Regions from separate parts of the Lactuca sativa genome. Here region 2 is linked to region 1. Evidence: chromatin contacts called from public Hi-C data. All regions are on one chromosome and are shown on one strand. The core of a region is the stretch at or near the end of the contact, and the rest is flanking DNA. Distances in the headings are between cores, read along the strand shown.

What was found. Hi-C and Micro-C count contacts between places; a contact is called where the count stands out from the background.
Region 2: a contact with region 1 is called in a Hi-C map of leaf, with 5 times the contacts expected there. The contact joins the promoter of LOC111900974 here to the promoter of LOC111919870 in region 1. A contact is called at or near these places in 2 of 4 Hi-C or Micro-C datasets (both in leaf).

Annotation. Positions count from the first base shown.
Region 1 is chr1:203,278,237-203,282,127 of Lsat_Salinas_v11, reverse strand. It overlaps LOC111919870 (serine carboxypeptidase-like 2), which reads left to right and starts at 2,058. Exons shown (of 14, transcript XM_023915434.3): 1 at 2,058-2,292; 2 at 2,364-2,509. The coding sequence starts at 2,159.
Region 2 is chr1:203,602,418-203,605,876 of Lsat_Salinas_v11, reverse strand. It overlaps LOC111900974 (serine carboxypeptidase-like 16), which reads right to left and starts at 1,603. Exons shown (of 14, transcript XM_023896841.3): 1 at 1,407-1,603; 2 at 1,180-1,325. The coding sequence starts at 1,537.

The DNA.
Region 1 (3,891 bases), core at 809-3,308:
GAGCCTGAGTATGGTATTTTCTATCGCGGCGGACAAAATCAAATGTGCTTTCAACTTATTGAAGAACTTCATGCTGCTCCAACATAGAGTATATTTCATCTTCAATTCTAGTGAATGGTGCATAAAGAAGCGGAACAAGATTAGAACTGGTTGATATCATTGGAACTAAGAAATCGTATTAAAGAGCTTAAATGAGAAATTTTCAGTGGATGAAGCAAGACGAAAAATACACGAATGCAATTAAAGTCAGTTTTGACATCATCAGATAGGGGAGATTGTAAGGTCGAACCTTATAATCTAATGAGTCAAATACACGTTGACCATCAACCCTAACTTATGAATCTCACGAGCTTCAACGTGTGATCATTAGTAGTAGTGTATTTACTTTGTATTCTTTAATTATAGTAATAGTAGCTTTCAGCTAGTTGTTCTTTGATATCAGTGATTAGGATCAGTCTGTTGACTTAGAAAGTTAGACTAGAATCAATCCCTTCAATGTCGGGATTGATTATTACTAGTGTTACTATACATTTGTGTAATCGTTTTGCGCTAGTTGTAACCCAAAATATTGCCACTTTTTGTCGATTCTCTATGTAGGGATCGCTTCTTAATGAAAACATCTTTATGATAACTTTGTTCTTAGTTCTTTCTTGTTTGTATCCAACCAAGCGCACCTTCCGTTCATATTTCAAATAATGAAAACTAGGTGTCACAACCACCATAGCCATCGATGGCATCATGACCCACCACTATCTGCTTCACATCTCCACCGCTACCCAAATCTGTCCCCACCTTTAATTTAATTTTGGCAACCTTTCTTCAACGTTCCAACAAACACCTAAAAGCAACCTAAGGGCCATTTAGCGGGTTTGCTGCATTAATTGGATTTAATTTCTAAAAATCACAATATTAAACCCTCAAAAATTGTACTTGAAGCTGACCTAGTTTAATTGTTTTGGAGCTTATGCAGTGGTAGTATTAATGTTATCATATAATAGATGGGTTTCATTCATTCTTTGTTGTTTCACTGATTGTTTGGAGTTATAGGTTTAGTTTGTGTGTTTATAACTGCTTTTAATGTTTAATTTGGTTTTTTGTTGATTTTGGTTGCATTTGGGGAAATAGATTTTGAATTGATGTTTGTTAAGTTCAAATTATGAACTGATTTGTTTGGACTTTACTCCTATTATGAGTTTCTTTTAGTTCCATAATGTTTTTTTAGCATTCTTTCTACTTACGCACAATTTTAGTTCAAAATTATATATACAAACAAAAAAAAACAGTAACATTAGATGATTGACCGGAAGATGAATGAGGGAGGGGATTCTGACGATGACTTCTGGTGCGTGCATGAAAATATATGAGAGAAGATGGTGGGATAGGCCGGAAACGCCCTTCTTTTTTTTCCATTTTTTAACAGGAAGGTGGTTAGGGATGACGATGTTAGTAGATGACGGTGATGGACGTAAAGAAAAGAGATACATACATATGGAGGTAGTGAGAGGGGCATTACGCGGAGGTCTGGTATTCGTTTGTAGCCGATGAGAAGAGGGGTGATCTTATAAGGTTCTTACTGATTTTAGGGTTTTTACAAAAATTTTCAATACAGTTTAATATTTAAATAAGCAAAAATACAAGTGGAAAAACGAAAACGTGCTTCTCTTTTTGCTAGATAATGTTGGAACATTTTTGCTAGATAATGTTGGGTTCCAAAGTCTATAACCAACAACGACCAAAACCAATAAAAACATCTTACTTTAGATAATTGATACAACACCAAATCTTAATTCTGAAAAGTACATATTTTTTTTTTTCTTGTTGTTCAAATTTGAACCATTTTTACAAATTTATCTCATTTTTACCTTTTACTATTCATGAACCATTTTGACAACCACATGAAAATTTGTCTTGTTTTCCCGTCTTCATCTTTCATTATCTTTGGGATACGTTTATTTTTGTTTTTCGAATATTTTATCAACTTCTCTGTAGCCCCTTTTGTGGGCCACCCATTTATTTAATGCTACATTAATATAGACACCCCACTCTCGTTTGTGCACTGCTTACCACCATTACATTTCCACATATCAACTATATACACCTACTTAGCTACTACTCTACTTCCGAGGGGTCTCATTCTCATCAAACGAAAACTCCAGTAATGGAAAAATCCAAACACATTCTGATTTCGCTTTTGATAATCTTTGCACCTTTCATACGTGCATCAAACTCAAGCTCAATCATCAAGAGACTTCCAGGTTTTGATGGTGATCTTCCTTTCAAACTGGAAACCGGGTATGTCTCCGTTTTCATTGTCTTTACTGTTTCAGACGACTCTTAAATTAGTCTTTTGTTTTTCTCGAAAGATACATTGGAGTTGGAAAAGATGAAGCAGTGCAGATCTTTTACTACTTCGTTGAGTCCGAAAGAAACCCCTCCGAAGACCCTTTTCTTCTTTACCTCACTGGTGGGCCCGGCACTTCGGTACTTTATTCCATGATGTATCAAATAGGTAATCATCTTGCGTTTTGTGGCTATGGTTGATTTTTGTTGTAGTGCGTTTTGCACTGATTAAAGTAAAAAAAAAAAAAAAATGTATTCCCCCAAATCCATATAGATAGATATTGCAAGCATAAAATCGAAAAAAGTAAAGTGATGACATTGGACATATATAATTATATATTGTTGGTTGTTGGAGTTTAATTAGATTAAACTTTTAAAGAGTTTAAATAATGTCTCAGTTTTATATGATCCATATCTAAGACAATCGTGTTGATATTTTTGGCATATTTTCGAAAACATGATGTATTTTAAGAGCATATCTATCATATTACGCTTTGAGAAAATATATATCTTGGATTGGACGAGAGGATTAGGCTATATAAGATATAAAACTAAACAGACAGGGGATGAAGATAAATACAAAAAAAAAACATAATCCTAATTATATATAAACACCAACACCCTCAAATTGTGTATGGCGTTTGACTTCCAATGATATTACAAATTAAGGAGCCATAGCTTAATAGATTAATGTCGAGTTGTGGAGTACAATTACCCCGATTTTGTGAAACATGTTAATTTTTGTGTGTTCTCTATTTTATTCTCTTCTTATATCTTTTTGTGATATGTCGTTTATAATCCTAAAAATCAAGTGATGGATGGTGAAGACTGGGATGATCAATGGATTAAGGGTTTAGGTTACTATTTTTACATATACACCCTAATAGATATAGACACACACACAAAATATGAAGATAACTATTAAAGGATAACCCTAAAGTATATAAACACTATCTATATAAACACTAAGGGCATCTATAGTTCATTGAACTCATTAGAGTTTAATGGGATGTAACTTGCCGAATCCTCATTCTACTCTTCATACAATTTATTTTTTCTATAATGCATTTGAACTCTGTTTTAGGCCTTTACGAATAATAAGTTAATATTTCCTATGTGAAATTCCAAACCTTAACCACTTCCATAACAGCCGGACATTCTAGCAAACATCATTTGTTGGGTATTTGGTTAATCATATTATTTTTATAATTTATATGAATCATGTGCTTTTGAGGCTATTATTATAAATTATTTTTACTTGGCCATGCCAAATAAAAAACACTATGATTGGGAGGTTTGGCCTAACTTTCATTTATTTGATTAATTGTATTATTTTAATAATTTCTGTCAATCATGTGATGTTTTACATCTTTAGGCTATTATTATTTTACTTGGTTTTGAAATTTGACGTTTTTACCCTACACACTAAAAATAAAACCTAGTGACACTTTTTGTAACTTTTAAAGTCATTGTATACTATTATTAAATAGTGACTGATCTTACTTCCGATTTATCCACACCACTTATTAACATTATTTAACTATCATTTTT
Region 2 (3,459 bases), core at 354-2,853, 320 kb before region 1:
AACAAATTCTCAAAATTCAAAACCATGTAACCAAACAAACGAATGTTAAGTTGTGAACTTTGATCACTTCTTGACCTTATTTCATCATGGCCTCGTTGTCACTAAAGTTTCAAATTTCAATACAGGGGAATTTAGAAGGGAATCTATGGGGTGAGTTTGAAAGTGAGTTACTAATCGGCCAGCTTAAGGGTTTAAGTGAAACAAGGGTATTTTTGACTTTTCACTTGCTAACTAAAGTTTCTTGACTTTGAGCGTTTTTTGGGATCATCTTTGGTCCCAACTCCCATGCAAGACTTGAACCCTCAAACTTTGGGTGAGAAACACCTATTTGTCAACTTCTATGACATTAGGCCAAAGTCCTTTTGATTTCGATTAAATACTTATTATATTTAATCTATTTGGTAAAAAGTGATTGGGATAAATGTCAACTTCCATTAATGATCCCAATTATTAACTCATGTTAGTGCTTATATATGATTAGCCTATTAGGCTTATCCTTTTGTATTTATCTTCATCTTTTATGTGTGCATCTTTATTAATAAAAGTCTACATATATAAAATGTAACCTACCTAACCCTTTATATAGGATTAAGATTCCTTTTGTAGATATTTTCATCATGTGTGTGTATCTTTTTCTACTAGACCCTACACATTGAACTTGTAACCTAAGGCTTTGATCCAATTTCAATATGAATATTACCCACTAAAAGTCTAATATGATATCATATTTATAAGGTTAACATCTATTGCCTTATGCCACCGTCTACTGTCGTCTGCCACCACCCACAACCGTCCTCAGCCTCCTGCCACCAATTCCCATCACCACCCTTTCACCCTCACTCCCACCCTCTCTGTTTCCCACAACAATAAACCTTTAATAAACTCATAACCAAGGCTTTTACAATCATATCAAGTTTTCTAAAATACATTCAAATTCTTGATAACTAAGGCTTCCTAATTGGTTTTATCGATGAATCATATAAAAATGAGACATTTTTTAGATTGTTAAAACTTTATTTAAACAAAATCCAACCACCGACACAATGTGTCAAAGTCAGAACTTTCCTTTTCACTATTATGCTAGCTAATATTATCGAAAATATTAGTATATGGGGTATACTTTTTCCAATCAACAATAACAGTAATTAAAAAATGTAAATAAGAAGATTAATTAATTACCTATTTGATACATCATGGAATAAAGAACCGAAGTGCCAGGGCCACCGGTGAGGTAAATAAGAAGAGGGTCTTCCGAAGGGTTTCTTTCAGACTCAACGAAGTAGTAAAAGATCTGCACAGCTTCATCTTCTCCAACTCCGATGTATCTTTTAAGAAATCAAAACAAGTTTGTCTCTATGAGTTGACTGAACTCTGAAACAGTGAAAACGATGAAAATAGACACATACCCGGTTTCAAGAGTGAAAGGAAGATCGCCATCGAAACCTGGAAGTCTCTTGATGATTGACTTTGAGTTTGATGCAGTTATGAAAGCTGCAAGAGTGAACAAAAAGAAAAATACAATGTGTTTTGATTCCATTACACGAAGTGTTTTCTTTCGATGAAACAAGACGTGTGAGAAGCAGGTGTAATATATAATATAGTAATATGTAGATATGCGGTGGTGGTTTGGAATGCACGAGACGAGAGAGATGGGGTCAACCCGTCAGTGTAATAAGTGTAATTGTTTATGTGCATTGAAACCTTGGCTGGACCACAAAATGGGCGTAGGGGTACAAATATTAAGTGTACCTAAAACATAATATTATCATTAAAATAACTAAATATTATTGGTAAAAAATTATATATTATGAGGAATAAAAAAGTAAATTTTATATGTTTTAGCTTAGATATTACTAGTTTCCGTAAAAACATAGAATGGTTATTAGTTTATTTGGTGTCAAAATCAAGTTATCTTAATTTGTGAAAGTGTTTATTATTATAAATATATAAGGATCGTTTATTTGAAACAATTGTAAAAGGGTTTATTAGTTTAAAACGAGCTTTTAAAAAAATGTTTAGATCAGTTTGTTCGGTATCAAAACAAAACAAATTGATAAGTTATTTTTTACTTTTTAGAAACTTTTAATTTACATGTAACGATAAAACAACTTATCATAAACTCTTTATTACAGGTTTCAAACCGGAATAAATGAATAAGAACTTCAATTAAGCAATCTCGAACACTCCCTTAGAATTCGGATAAAGATTTTTCAAATAGAAAACTCTTATGATTTTAACAAGTTATAACGAAGTTTTTTTTCGAATTAAGTTTTTTTTTAATGAGTTCGGCAATATTTATGGTTAGACCGTCACACTGGCGGATCTACTAAGAAGTTTGTGGTCCATAAATTTATGTGTAATGGAAACGTTTTGAAATGTTTTTCGATGTATTTTAATTTTTCTGGCATGTTACCCCTAAAATTTACGTGTGCTGCCCTTAGTATTTTGTTCTGGCTCCGCCACTAAACCATAGGGTATACCTCTACCACATGGTGCGGTGGGGTCTGGCTATTTCATCGTATAGGGGAACACTAAATCGTCATTGTGATGTAACCACAGTGACAAACCGGATAAATGAGATACATCTCAGACCTCTCCTCTCTTTCTTCTCTTTTCTCCTCCAACAACTTCAAACTCTTATTATTTTTTATTTTGAATTGATGATCAAAATTTTAAATATCACTTTCTTTAACTACTTACCACTATAAATACAAACCAATTTTAACCTTCAATCTTACGCAATCTTCTCTCTGTCATTCATTTTTATAACAAAACATATTTCAACAACACTACACCAAAATCTGATCAAAGAATCTCTCGTGCTTCTAGTTCAACGACACTTACTATAAATATTTTTCATTTTAATTTGTTGGTTCCAATTTATCGTCCCTAATTAGACGCCCCCTTATTCACCCCTCAACAATTTCAATATCAAAATGTTTAACAATATTGTATCATCACTATGCCAAATATTACCCCAAAAATGATCAACAACTTCATGAATTTTTTGGATCATGTTTTGCGAAGCAAACCTCATCTTGCGCAACAAATCCAAATCTAACCCCATATTGCACCACAAAATAACCCCCCCCCCCCCCCCCCCTTACGGCCTATTAACCCAAAGCCTTAACGAGTCGTGTCACACCCCCAAACCAGGAGGGCAGAAACGACTGGGGGCGCATGGATGGACTTCATGTATAATTGAATAGTAATGAAACAAAGCAACTCAAAGATTCATACATTGATAATACAAGTTTACATCGTTTACAACTTTGTTTTGTTCAACACTTAAATACAAATAACAAAAGTAGAAAACATAATGCAGCGACACAGGGCCTCAAAATGTTGTGAATACCTGTGTACTGATTCCATGAGAATACAAGTGATTTTGAAAAGTGTCAACAATTAAGTTGTTGAGTTCATAAGCATTTTTGTGTGAGAAGGATTTGTAACGTTTTT